Linked DNA regions of Sus scrofa: region 2 is linked to region 1. A link is a contact called in public HiChIP or PLAC-seq data. All regions are on one chromosome and are shown on one strand. Each heading gives the region's core, a stretch centred on a gene start, on an enhancer-like site or on the middle of the called end of the contact. The rest is flanking DNA. Distances are from core to core; before and after follow the strand shown.

What was found. HiChIP or PLAC-seq counts read pairs in DNA pulled down with a chosen protein or histone mark.
Region 2: a contact with region 1 is called in an H3K27ac HiChIP or PLAC-seq map of skeletal muscle, with 2.6 times the contacts expected there. The contact joins two enhancer-like sites. A contact is called at or near these places in 2 of 47 Hi-C or Micro-C datasets (retroperitoneal adipose tissue and subcutaneous adipose tissue) and 2 of 2 datasets of contacts at active chromatin or transcription factors (alveolar macrophages and skeletal muscle).

The regions. Positions count from the first base shown.
Region 1 is chr2:6,736,579-6,743,845 of Sscrofa11.1, reverse strand. No RefSeq gene overlaps it. Among named protein-coding and RNA genes, the nearest start is that of SCYL1, 6.7 kb to the right of the region's middle. Within about 2 kb of position 2,280, at least 33 of the 83 cell types and tissues checked have an H3K27ac peak or open chromatin away from gene starts, as enhancers often do. A contact at or near this core is called in alveolar macrophages, retroperitoneal adipose tissue and skeletal muscle, where this site is marked.
Region 2 is chr2:6,922,839-6,929,615 of Sscrofa11.1, reverse strand. POLA2 (DNA polymerase alpha subunit B) reads left to right here. Exons shown (of 18, transcript XM_013994111.2): 13 at 785-858; 14 at 3,655-3,763; 15 at 4,288-4,394; 16 at 5,481-5,540; 17 at 5,811-5,912. The coding sequence ends at 5,898. Among named protein-coding and RNA genes, the nearest start is that of CDC42EP2, 22 kb to the right of the region's middle. Within about 2 kb of position 1,820, at least 61 of the 83 cell types and tissues checked have an H3K27ac peak or open chromatin away from gene starts, as enhancers often do. A contact at or near this core is called in alveolar macrophages, retroperitoneal adipose tissue and skeletal muscle, where this site is marked.

The DNA of each region.
Region 1 (7,267 bases), core at 1,031-3,530:
GTTAGGCCACCAGAGAACTCCGTGATAGGTGTTTCTAAGGAGCACATCTGATCGTGCCACTCCTTCAGTAGTCCTGTTTCTCCCAGATAGTCAGCCTCCATGACCTGACCGAGGAGCCTCCCGTGATCTGCCTACGTCCCCATCCTGGTCCCACCTTGCCCAATTCAAATGGGAATCAGTTGGAAAAGATTTTTAGCTATAGACAACTGTCGTCAGATAAGCCAAAAGCAGAGATATTGGCACTTTGTCAAACATCACATCCCCAGGCTAGGAGTTGAATTGGAGATACAGCTGCTGGCCTACGTCAGAGCCACCACAATGCCAGATCCGAGCCGAGTCTGGGACCTACATCACAGCTTGCAGCAGTGCCGGATCCTTAACCCACTAACCAGAGCCAGGGATTGAACCTGCATCCTCATGGATACTAGTTGGGTTGCTTACAGCTGAGCCACAATGGGAACTCCAAGGTTTTTTCTGTTGTCGTTTTCTTAACTTTGGATTCAGATAAGTAATTTTTTAAATAGTTATTTCTCCAATACAATTTTTTTTCCTACTGTACAGCATGGTGACCCAGTTACACATACATTTACACATTCTATTTTTGCACATTATCCTGCTCCATCATAAGTGACTAGACATAGTTCCCAGTGTTACACAGCAGGATCTCATTGCTCATCCATTTCAAAGGCAATAGTTTGTATCTATTAACTCCAAGCTCCCCAACCACCCCACTCCCTCCCCCTCCCCTTGGCAAGGAACTCCAAGTTTTGATTTGCAGTTCTCCAATAATTAGTGATGTTGAGCATCTTTTTATGTGTTTTTGGCTTCAGGTTGTGTCTCTTTAGTTTCAAGGACTCTTGGGATTACATTGGGCCCACAAGGGAAAAATCAGAATAATCTATCTTAAGAGCAGCTGATTAATAAACTCAATTCCATCTACAACCTTAATTCCCCTTTGTCAAGTAACATATTCATAGGTTTTGAGAACAGGATATGGACATTTTCAGGGGGTCATTATTCTGCCTGCCACGACAGGCCAGAACCATAAACAGCTTTTTTTTTTTTAATAGGCATCACAGTTGCTAACCAAAAAAATAAGCATAAAAACACAACAAAAGCCACAGAATCTTTTTTTTTTTTGGAAAGGTAATAGTAATGAAGCCAAAGTAACTTTTTCGCTTTTTTTTTTTTGCTTTTGAGCACCGCACTTGCAGCATATGGAAGTTCCCAGGCTAGGAGTCAAATCAGAGCTGCAGCTGTTGGCCTACCCCATAGCCACAGCTATGCCAGATCCAAGCCGTGTCTGTGACCTACACAGCAACACCGGATCCTTAACCCACTGAGCAAGGCCAGGGATTGAATCTACAAACTCATGGTTCCTAGCCAGATTAGTTTCCACTGCACCACGACAGGAACTCCTAAAGTTTCTATTTTATTGGAGGGAAAGATACCACCACGAGCAAGAGACAGTTGGAGGTGGGACTTTCCAAAACATACATATATGCATATATAATACATTTATATTATATACATTTTTATAATGAAAAATATAATGACATATATGTATGATGAAATTATATGTATAAAAATGAAATTATATGTATATATGCATGTATATGTAATCATATATGCATATAGACAAATAGTTTCCTGTTTACAAAAGAAATTCACATTTATTGTGAAAACTTCAAGCATTACATCACAGAAATAAGTATTATGTTGAACTGTATGAATTTGCGACTGTTTCACTATTTTGACCAATAAACACAGGAATTTCATACTGTTCAACCTAATAACATAGCAAGGAGAACTCCCTGTAATCCCCATGTCCTGAAGGAAAAGCGTGGCATTCGGTATGTAGTCCTTCATACTGGAGATTATGTCTATGCATATTTATGATTAAATGGAGTATTACAGTAATGACATACGGATAATTTTGCAAGCTGCTTTCTAAATGCTTTGATAGAGCAAAACAAACCCTAGCACTTGTTGTGCTGCCTCCCCTCTCTGGAGCCTCAGTTTCCTCATCTGTAAAAGTGAAACGAATGCGTATGTGCCAGTTATTAACTTACTGACTCTCGGATCCCAATTCATCAGGTTCGCCTGCTCTGTGAGTATGGATCTGAGTGAGCCCTTTAAATAATTTTGCTTTGCCAGATGGGCACAACGTTCAATGTGGCCAGTAGAGGGCGCTAACAGACACCGCTTGAGAAAGAGGTTTTGCTTCCGGGTTTTGAGGCGCCGCTCTCGGCGGCTTCCGCCGCAGCGGGAGCCACCTTGTCCAGTTCAAGTCCTCGGGGCAGATTTGTCCGCGCAGGGTTCCTGCTGTGCAGGTGACTGGCAGCCTTTACCACCGCGGTGGGAGGCTTGGAACGCCCCTAGTGAAACATTTCCCCATACACAGCTTTCCCCAGCACCCCAGGTGGCTCTCTTTTTTTCTTTCTTTCTTTTTTTTTTTTTTGTCTTTTGATCTTTTTAGGGCCGCACCCGCGGCACATGGAGGTTCCCAGGCTAAGGGTCTAATCAGAGCTGTTACTGCCGGCCTGCGCCAGAGCCACAGCAACCGCCGGATCCGAGCCGCATCTGCCACCTACACCACAGCTCAGGGCAACACTGGATCCTTAATCCACTGAGAGAGGCCGGGGATCGAACCCGCAACGTCATGGTTCCTAGTTGGATTCGTTTCCGCTGGGCCACGACCGGGTAGTTCTGCACTATCCAATGAGCTTGAGCCGTTCCCTCTCCAACCAAGTCTGGTTCTCAGACGTGGGGCAGCAGGTGTGATCTGTCTCAGCCTAGGGGTGGGGGCTGCTCCTTGTATTTGCTATTTCTATATTCTTTAGAGTTTTCTTTATTCTCTCTCTCTCTCTTTTATTTTTACTTATTTATTTATTTGGTCTTTTGGGGGCTGCATCCGTGGCATATGGAGGTTCCCAGACTAGGGGTCATGCCTTACCCCCCCACCCCGGGCGTGCTCCCCAAGCCACTGCCACAGCAGTGCCAGATCCAAGTCGATACTGTGACTTACACAGCACCTTGTAGCAACTCGGGATCCTTAACCCACTGAGAGAGGCCAGGGATCAAACCTGCATCTTCCTGGACACTATGTCAGATTCTTAACCCGCTAAGCCACAATAGGAACTCCCAGATAATAATTCTTTATGTAGACTTTCCCTGCTCAAATCACTTTGTGGTTTCTTTAGGACTGGTACAGGTCCCTCATGTTAGGAAGATCAGAGGAGATCCTGCCGGGAAAACACTCAGTGCCTGATGTCCTGATGTTCGTGGTGTAATAAGGCTGCCATGATTATCCCATCTCCAAGTCAATACCTGTACTGCAGCCTCCTTCTTTCCAACTCTTGTGGTTCCACAGGATGGATGAAGCTTTGAATCTCGCCATTCCTTTTTTTTTTTTTTTTTGTCTTTTTAGGGCCGCACCTGCGGCATATGGAAGTTCCCAGGCTAGGGGTCCAATTGGAGCTGTAGCTGCCAGCCTACACCACAGCCACAACAATGCAGGATCTTAGCCGTGTCTGCAACCTACACCACAGTTCATGGCAACGCCGGATCCTTAACCCACTGAACAAGGCCAGGGATGGAACCCATGTCCTCATGGATACCAGGTGGGTTCATTAATCACTGAGCCACAATGGGAACTCCACAATCGCGCCCTTTCTGATGGACATTTGGAATATTCTAGTTTTCCATTATTATAAATAGTCCTACAATCCACAGAAGAGCAGTGGATTGCATGGGCAGTTGCTGCATGCTATCACCGAAGCAGTTACATATATTAAGAAACTTCACAGCACGTCTATTGTATTAGCTCATATGGCTGCTGTCACAAAGTACCACAAACTGAAGTTCCCATCGTGGCTCAGCGGAAACAAATCTGACTAGTATCCATGAGGACGTAGATTCGACCCCTGGCCTTGCTCAGTGGGTTAAGGATCCGGTGTTGCCGTGAGCTGTGGTGTAGGTCACAGATGAGGCTTGGATCTCGCGTTGCTGTGGCCGCGGCTTAGATCGGCAACTACAGGTCCTATTCAACCCCTAGCCTGGGAACCTCCATGCCTCGGGTGCAGCCCTAAAGAGTTAAACAAATTACCGCAAGCTTACTGGCTTAAAACAACACTCGTTTATTATCTTACAGTTCTGACCGTCAGAGGTCTAAGATGAAGGAGTTCCCATCGGCGCAGTGGAAGTGAATCCAACTAGCATCCATGAGGATGCAGGTTTGATCACTGGCCTCGCTCAGTGGCTTTGGGATCGGCTTTGTGGTGAGCTGTGGTGTAGGTTGCAAACTCGTCTCGGATTCCAAGTTGCTGTAGGCTGTAGCAGCTGCAGCTCTGATTTAACCCCTAGCCTGGGAACTTCCATGTGCTACGGATACAGCCCTAAACAAACAAACAAACAAAAACAGAAGAATTCTAGATGAAGGTGTGGGCAGGGCTGTGTGCTTCTGAAGGCTGCAGGGGAGAATCTGTTTCCTTGTCTTTTCAGCTTCTAGAGGCCTTCTGTCCTCCTTGTTTCCTGACCCCTTCCTCCTATCACTCCACCCTCCTGTTCCCACTGTCCCATCTCCTACTACTTCCCGTGACCCTCCTGCCTCCTTCTTAGAAGGCCACTTGCAACTGCTCAGGCCCACCCAGGTAATCCAGGCTAATCTCCCCATCTCAAGACCCTTAACTTAAAACAGTCAAGTCCCTTTTACTGTGTAAGGTGACATGGTCACAGGTTCCACGGATTGGGATGTGGACATCTTTGTGCAGACATGATTCAGCCTCACTTATGAACTAGACACCATTATTCTACCCATTTTGCAGGTGAGAAAACTGAGGTGAGAAGAGGGTAAGTAACTTGCCCACGGTCACACAGCTCATAAGCAGCCAAGCTAGCATACAGGTGGTCTGGCTTGATAATCCAGGCTCTATCGATTACACAGCTTTGTAGAAATCTTTGCGTACCTGAACGAGGGTTTGTGTAGGATACATTTTGAGGCGTGGAAAGAGTGCGGTAAACTGCTTAGCAGGTATTGCCCATGTGTCCTTCGCTACAGCCGTGCCATGTCATTTCCATCGGCAATGCCTGAAATCCTGAATTCTGCCTCACCCCCAACTCCTGATGCTCAGACAGCAGAATGTTACTTGAATACACAAAACCAAAGGATTTTTCCTGCTTGTTAGCAAGTTAGGAACTGAAAAATGTTTCCCTTCATGAAAGGAGAGGAACACTAGTTACCTGATAATAAAAAAAATTAGAGTGGCAATAAAGAAGCATCAATTTCCTGGAGAAGATAAAATAATTTGGTTTCCTTAACATATTGTAAGGCTGAAAAACACTGACCATGATTCTAGCTTCCTTTCCTCACTGAGACGTGCAAGCTCTACCTTGTCACCACATCTGATGGGGTTTTTTGTTTGTTTATTTATTTATTTTTTTGTCTTTTTGCTATTTCTTGGGCCGCTCCCACGGCATATGGAGGTTCCCAGGCTAGGGGTCCAATCAGAGCTGTAGCCACCAGCCTACGCCAGAGCCACAGCAACGTGGGATCTGAGCCGAGTCTGCAACCCACCCCACAGCTCACGGCAATGCCGGATCGTTAACCCACTGAGCAAGGCCAGGGACCGAACCCGCAACCTCATGGTTCCTAGTCGGATTCGTTAACCACTGCGCCACGACGGGAACTCCTATTTATTTATTTTTTAGGGCTGCACCTGTTGAATATGTAAGTTCTCGGGCTAGGGGTCAAATTGGAGCTGCAGTCTAACCTACAGCCACAGCCACTGGTGATCCAGATCTATGACCTACGATGCAGCTTGTGGCAATGCTGGATCCTTAACCCACTGAGTGAGGCCAGGGATCAAACCCACATCCTCGTGGATCCTGGTCAGGTCCTTGGCCCACTGAGCCACAACAGGGAACTCCATGTCTGATGGTTTTCCACCTCTGTGTATTGTTTTCTTGTTTTGTCTTTTTAGGGCTGCACTCGAGGCATATGGAGGTTCCCAAGCTAGGGGTCGAATCAGAGCTGTAGCCACCAGCCTACACAATAGCAACGCCAGATCTGAGCTATGTCTGCGACCTACACCACACTCACAGCAACGCCGGATCCTTAACCCGCTGAGCAAGGCCAGGGATCGAACCTGGGTCTTCATGGGTACTGGTCAGATTCGTTTCCACTGAGCCACAACAGGAACTCCTGTTCTTTTCATCTTCTGTGTCATCTTCTGAAGATCTCTGCTTAATAAATCACTTCTGGAGTTCCCATTGTGGCTCAGTGGTTAACGAATCCCACTAGGAACCATGAGATTATGGGTTCAATCCCTGGCCTCGCTCAGTGGGTTAAGGATCTGGCGTTGCTGTGAGATGTGGTATAGGTCGCACACGCAGCTCGGATCCCAAGGTGTTGTGGCTCTGGCATAGGCCAGTGGCTACAGCTCCCATTAGACCCCTAGCCTGGGAACCTCCATATGCCATAGGCGTGGCCCTAAAAAGACAATAAATAAATAAATAAATAAATAAATAAATAAATAAATAAATCACTTCCACGTTGAGCCTTTCCAATCACTTCCTCCTTATATTGCATCCAGGCTGCAAGTATTGTTTACAGCTTCCTTTTCAAGGCTTTCCATTTCCCAGTACTTCTTTTTTGTTGTTGTTAGCTGTGCCTGAGACATATGGAAGATCTCAGGCCAGGGATTGAACCTCTGCCACTGCAGTCACAACACTGGATCCTTAACCTGCTGCACCACAGGGAACTCCCATTTCCCAGTACTTCTAACCACAACGGCAAACACTTGTATAGTTACTTTTATTGCCTTCATTTTACAGGTGAGCAAAGGGGGTGAAGTGACTGGCCCAAGATCTTGTAAAAATGGGATTCAAACTGAGGCATCTGCCCACAGCTTCTCCTGCTTGACCTCCTCCTGTATCTCCTCTGGAACAACTGGCTTCCTGATGCACCTGCGGAGCCCAGACCTGCCTGCCCTTGGATGTCCTCAGGTCCTGGCGGGGCTGGCAGGGCCACTTGCACTCGTCCTGGCTGGTAAGGGAGGCAGCCGGCAGCAGAGTGCTCAGGTCCTGCCACTCCCTACTGAGCCTGCAGAGCCTCAGTTTTCTCACCTGTATGATGGGAACACGGGCCCCCCCTCCAGGGTCAGTGTGAGGACCTGGCATCATCCCCATCTTGTAGCTGGATGAGATGGAGGCTCACGGTGAGCGGGCAGGAGAGGCTCAAGGTGAGGACTTGGGAAAGGGGTGCACT
Region 2 (6,777 bases), core at 571-3,070, 190 kb before region 1:
CCGGGCTGGGCTGCGGGAGATGCTCTTACTTTCACCTCCTGGAGTTTACCCTGCACCTGTAACAACTTACATGGGTGGCGGGGAGGGTGTAAGGGGAGGAGTACAGATATCGAGTCCTGGTCCCCCTCGAGTGTGAGGCAGGAGCTGCGGGTCCTGGAGCTGTGCCTCTGAGAGTGCCGTCCTGGCTGCTCCAGCTCCGTGACGCACATCTTGTTGTCCTTTGCGCATAAAACGCAAATGGCCCGTCTTGAGTTCCCCTTGTAGCTCAGTGGTAACACACTCAACTAGTATCCGTGAGGGTACGGGTTCGACCCCTGGCCCTCTCAGTGGGTGAAGGATCTGATGTTGCCATGAGCTGTGGTGTAGGTGTGCAGACATGGCTTAGATCTGGTGGTGGTGTGGCCGTGGTGTAGGCTGGCAGCTGCAGCTCTGATTCGACCCCTAGCCTAGATGCATATGCCGCAGGCGCGTCCCCACAAAGCAAAAACAAAAACAAATGGCCCTTCTGAGGACCTCACCTCCCTCTGTCTCGGGAGATTTGTACCTTCTCCAGAAAACCCTTCTTCCTCGTCTTTCCCTCAGCTACATTCAGGAGGATGAATTGTGCCCCCGTGTCCTTTCCTGCCCCCAACCAGACTCACTCCTGGAGGCCAGAGGGCCCGTCTTTTCCATCGTCGTGTCTCCTTCCTTGAGCTCCTCACTCAGCAGCTGGAGCCCAGCGTCACCGCACGAGTGAATAAGCAGCAGTTTACCCTGTAAATCTGTCTTTTTTTTTTTCTTGCAGAGCTGTCTACTGACAAGCCCATTTGAAGATGTTTTCAAGCAATGTCTGCGAACCATTATCGAGGGGACACGAAGGTCAGATTTCCCAATGCTGGACAGAGCCTCACACTCCTAAGCTCCCCTGGGGCCTCCCATTAAGAAACTGAAACTGTCCAAAAGTCACGGTAGTTCCCATCCTTTCATCCTTTGAACTCAGAGATCAGATGGAACTCTTGAACTTCAAGTGTGTAGATGCCAGTGAAGAGGCATCTCTTTAAAACACAAAGATAAACACACTTGAAAGGAAAAGGCTGCACAGGCTTTCTTTCTTCCCTTGCTCTTTCTTTACTTCCTTTTCTCACTCCCTTTTGGGTAAACCCATCTTCCGTGGGAATCTTCCCAGGCGAGGCTGAGGAGTGTTGGATGACTTACACAGCAAAATCCTGGGGCCTAAGGTCTTGTGAGAGGGAGCGTTTGGACCCAAGTCCTTCCCTGAGGCCGTGCTTCTCTCGTTTCATGGGCTTCGTATAAGCTCTCGAGAGGGTAGAGGTCCTGAGTCCTCGCCGCAGACCCAAGGACCGGCTCTCAGCGGCGAGGAGCCACGGGCGGCTGGGTTGGGAGGAAAAGCCTCTGCTCCAGGAAGGGCCTAAAGCCAGAATAGAAAGGTTGTCAGGAAGCTGACGCCCCACTTCCTGCCGCTTCCCTCCAGCACCAGGGTTCGAGAGGAAGTCCTGTAAGTCCTGGATCATCTCCTCTGGGAATTGTCCGCCCTGTAGCTGAGCTCATCAAGAGCCAACATTCCCCAGGCTAAGCCTTTAAAAATAAGTCCGCAACAAAGGTGGTTTTTAAAACAAGATGTATGATCTTCCGCCCGTGGGCCGTGAGAACTGATCCCAGAGTCAGTTAGCTGTGATTCAACCTCCTTGTACCAGCAGCGCAGGCCAGTGTCGTAGGCCTCTCGGAAGGACGGGGGAAAACCCCCTCGCTGACCCAGAGTCAGGGGACTTGAGTCACGCCAGTGCCAGCCGGCCGCTGGATCTGCCCCCGCTCCAGTGAGATGTCACAAGCGCCTTCCTTCTTCCCTCCAGGCTGGTTGTGACCTGGAGATTGGCAGACCCTAGCAGGTGTCCCTGGTTGGCCAGCCCTTGGTCCCCTCCGGGAGAGGCAGGGACTGCGGGGCAGGGCCCCAGCGCCGGCTGGGTGCTTTCCATTTGAGATTGGGTTCTGTTTTGGGTTCCTCAGCCCTTGTGGTATTGACAGCAGCGGCACAAACAAAGAACAAGCCCGGCATTGTTCCCCGGGGTGAGCGCCCAGCACCGCCAGGCACTTTCATCTGTGCGCCAGGGGGAGGGGGCTGCCCCGCCCTTCCCAAAATTCGGCCCTCCTGGGGGGGGGTTATTTTTATTCTGAGAGGTCAGAAATGCAATGCATTAAGCTGGTTTATCAGTGAAAACCAGAGCCTGCGAGGAAGCACTTCCTCCCTCCCTAGAGCCCAGCGGAGCTGAGGGAGCGGCCAGGACCCGCCCACCATGATGTATGAGGTTGTGCAACGCTCAGCATAGTTGGAATTTTCTCTCGCTCCCTCCCCCTGCAGCCGCTGTATAACCCTGAGCACCGGGGCCCTTTCTTCCTTAACCATTGCTCTGCCAGCGCCTGCACGGAAACAGCAGTTCCGTCTCCTAACGGCGGCCAGCTGTGCCCCTGCCCCTTGTGTCCCTGGGGACCTGGAGCTCGGACCGTCCCCTTCTGGTCACCCCCAACCCGTTTGCCGGACTTCAGCGCCCAAATAGGTGGACTTGGGTAGTTACGAGGGACTCTTCTTTTTCTTTTCTTTTTTACGGGGAACCTTTCCATGTCAAAGGGACTGTAAGTTGTAGGCACGGTACCTTTGTGGACAGAAATCTCAGTTCACACTTTGAGCAGGCATGGCAAACACACAATAAGTGTGACAACAGTCACCAACGCCTTGATCCCACTTGAGGAAGCAGCTCCGTATCGTACCTGCACAGGTACCTGCCCCTGCCTCTGCAAAACCACAGCATTTTTAGCAGGAGAGGGCGCTAGACATGAGAGCCCCCAGAGTGACATGTTCCGCCTGTTTGGTTTATCATGGGCCCCTCGGCCAAGGACAGCTGCAGGGACAAGGAGACGGAGGTGTCTCACCCCTTTCTTTTGTGCAGGGGACAAAGGACTGGCCCCCCGAGTCATGGGGTTTTTCTTCCCTTGTATGTTGTAACTCTAGAGATTCTCCTCCTGCCTCCATCAAAGGAAACATCTGCCATCTCTGCTTTTACTCCTGCTGGTAGACACTGCTTTCGTTTTTGTATGGCCGTCTGCTAAGAAATAGAAACCCAGGGCCCTGATTCCCCCAGAGAGAGGGGAGGGCAGGCTTCCGGAAAGCCGGTCGTGTCCCCAGACCCACTTAGCAGCCTGTCCCTCCCTAGGGAAGAGCCCCCAGGCAGGGAGGCTACGTGACGCCTCAAAGCCACATCTGTTCACACGGTGTGAAGAGGCAGAACTTTGGCTTCAGTCTGGCTCTGAGGATTTGTGGTCACATCTTTATCTTTCTAGATTTCCTGGCTCTCAAATCCTTTCCCCCCTTTTCTCCCAGCCAGTAGCCCCCTTCCCCTCCAGAGAGGGGAACACACGTCACGCAGTCAGGAGAAAGCGCTCCTGGGTGACCTGAGCCCCATCAAAGCGGTTGTGTGTCCACGGGGACAGGCCGCCTTTCATTCCCGCCTCCCGTGGGGAGCAGCCCCTCTCTTCGTAGAGGAGTTCCCTCCTGGAAGTCCTCCTGGAGGTGGGGTCTGGGGTCAGCCCTGTCCCCTGAAGTTGTCACCCAGCTGTTCTGACTCACCCGCATGCACCTTCCTTCCTCCTCTGACGATGCAGCTCCGGCTCCCACCTGGTCTTTGTCCCGTCGCTGAGGGACGTGCACCGCGAGCCTGTGTACCCGCAGCCTCCCTTCAGCTGCTCTGACCTGCCTCGAGAGGACAAAAAGGTACCAGCGCTCCCCCCAATCAGCACCTCCCAATCAGCAGGCAGCCAGAGTCCCGTGCACCAGAGGCGACCCCGCTCTGCCCACAAGTGGGTGGGAGTGCCCTTTGGAGGCGTGCATGGGGCCTGCTTTCTCATAACAGGCAAGTGTGGAGTTCCTGTCGTGGTGCATCGGAAACAAATCCGACTAGGAACCATGAGGTTGCGGGTTCCATCCCTGGCCTCACTCGGTGGGTTAAGGATCCGGCGTTGCTGTGAGCTGTGGTGTAGGTCACAGATGCGGCTCGGATCCAGCATCGCTGTGGCTGTGGTGTAGGCTGGCAGCTGTAGCTCCGATTGGACCCCTAGGCTGGGAACCTCCATATGCCGCAGGTGCGGCCCTAAAAAGACAAAAAATAACAGTAACAGGCAAGTGGGTAATTTTCTGTGCGTTGGCTTGGTCTCCTCAGCCCTTGGAGACACCCTGCTGTCACGGGGAAGAAGTTTCTGGCTTCAGTGTGCAGACGTTGTCCCACCTTCTCATTTCAGCGAGTGCAGTTCGTGCCGGAGCCCTGCACCCTCTCGGTAAATGGGATGATCTTTGGCTTAACGTCCACCGATCTGCTGTTTCACATGGGGGCCGAGGAGATCAGCAGGTGAGACGTGTGTTTCAGTCCAGCAGGCAAGACGCAGCGCTCTGGATCCTGGTCCTCTCCTCGGCCGAGGCTGCTCGGCTGAGTCTGGAGCAGGCATCCTTAGGGCAGCACTTTCTGCCAAACCCTTTGGCCATTAGGTTTTTTGCCCCAAGGGGAGCCGGTGGACGCATGTGTCTCTGTCACCACTTATCTCCACAGTATGTGAGACACTGAAGAACCCCATCCATTCTGTCTTTGCACTTAATTTATAGTCAGAGAGGTTCATCTGCTTTTCCTTTTCTTTTTCCTTTTTTTTTCTTTCAGGGCCGCACCTGCAGCATGTGGAGGTTCCCAGGCTGGGGGTCAAATCAGAGCTACAGCTGCCGGCCTCCACCACAGCCACAGCGACGCAGGATCCGAGCCGCATCTTCCACCTACACCATAGCTCGCAGCAACACTGGATCCTTAATCCACTGAGCGAGGCCAGAGATGGAGCCTGTGTCCTCAAGGATCCTAGCTGGGTTCATCCCTGCTGAGCCACGGCCACGACGGGAACTCCTCATCTCCTTTTCTTCCTTTGCCACATTCGTGACCTAAATAAGATGTCCCTGCCTACGGAGGGTGGCCGTGAATTTGCCCTGCAGGATATTTCTGCCCCCCAGAGCCGTGCTTAGCTCTGTTAGCCGAGGACCAGAGCTGTTTGGCGGTTCGGTTCTCTGGGGGCCCGTGATGGGAAGGCGTGGGGACACTCACGTGTTAAGCGAGACGGGTGTGTGCTGGTTGGCTCGGGTTTGCGGCGCGGGGGTCACCCGGCTCCAGCTGGCCGCGCGCCCGTGCAGCCTCGGCGGGCTCTTGCACAGCGCGGGCCGGTCGCGGCTGCCTCGGCCCAATCGCAAGGGATTCTTGCACTTTCCCCTCTCAGCCCAGGGTCCTGCTCAACAGCCCGAGCTGTTTGCAGGCAGGTCTTTAAACTGCCCCAAAGGTACCTTCTTGTCACACGCCTTGGCCATGTCCCTTCTCCCTTGTTTAATAAATTGTCCCCACAGAGAAACGGGCGCTGAAAGACAAGTTTCCATGTGCCGTTTCTCGCCTTTCCCCCTTCCCCAGTTCTTCCGGAACTTCGGACAGATTCAGCCGGATCCTCAAGCACATCCTGACCCAGAGGAGGTGAGCCCGCTCGCTGGAATGGCCGTGAGCAGAGTGCGGTGGGGTCTCGGGGCTCTCACGCACTTGACCAGGAGAGCCTTCCCCAGACCACTGCCAGGGAACCCCACGCTGCGGTGACAGGCCCGCGTTCCATCCCCCAAACAGAGGGCGGGGAGAGACGGTCTGGGACAGAGACGGTGACACGGGGCCCCATCTGGGGAGGTGCCCAGGTCAGCTGCTGCTGACGGCCTCTCTCTGCTCGGCAGCTACTACCCGCTCTACCCTCCCCAGGAGGACGTGGCCATCGACTATGAGCATTTCTATGCCCACGCACAGCTGCCTGTCACCCCCGATGTCTTCGTGGCCCCCTCAGAGCTGAGGTACTTTGTGAAGGTAGGGTTCGGCTCCGCTGTCGCCCCAAAGCGCCAGACCCAGTGTCTGACCTCCCCTTCGGGACCGCCGCCCCCACTCCCCGCGGCTCCGTGATGGGGACAGTGGCCTCGTTCCTTGGAGGAGGTGGTGGGACTAGAAACAAATCTGTCAGCGAAACGCTGAGGTGTGCGGCGTGTCCCCCCCCTAGCCCCTGCCCCCCCGAGCGTGGTCCTCAGGCAGCCCAGCCCGGCAGCTAGGAAGGCCCTCAGACCGTGGTCCGCAGGTGACTGGGGCTGGCCTGCCCTCCCCGGATTTCTGAGGTGACCTCCAAGCCGCTCTTGGTCACCTCATCTCTTGCCAGAACCCGGTCAACCTCAAGGGGTGAACTTTTTTCCTAATGGGAAACAGAGATTGAGTTTGTCTCCAAGTTTGGGAGCCAATTGTCGCTCTGCCAAGTCATTTTCTTTATTCGGTTTCAAGACTCTAAAGGTATCCAGAGTTTTCTAATAATTAACATATCTGCCTGAAGGTGTGTTTTCTTGCCTTTGTTTCCATTTTATAACATCCTCTCTGGGGAGTTCCCGTCCTGGCTCAGCAGTTAACAAACCCGACCAGCATCCATGAGGACAAGGTTCCATCCCTGGCTTCGCTCAGTGGGTTCAGGATCCGGCGTTGCCGTGAGCTGTGGTGTAGGTTGCAGACGCGGCTCGGATCCTGCGTTGCTGTGGCTCTGGCGTAGGCCGGTGGCTGTAGCTCCGATTCGACCCCTAGCCTGGGAACCTCCCTGTGCCTCAGGTGTGGCCCTAAAAAGACCAAAAGAAAAAAATCCTCTTTGAGGTCTAACCCTTAGAAGGTGCCCACTTTTCCACATCAGCCCTAATGGTTT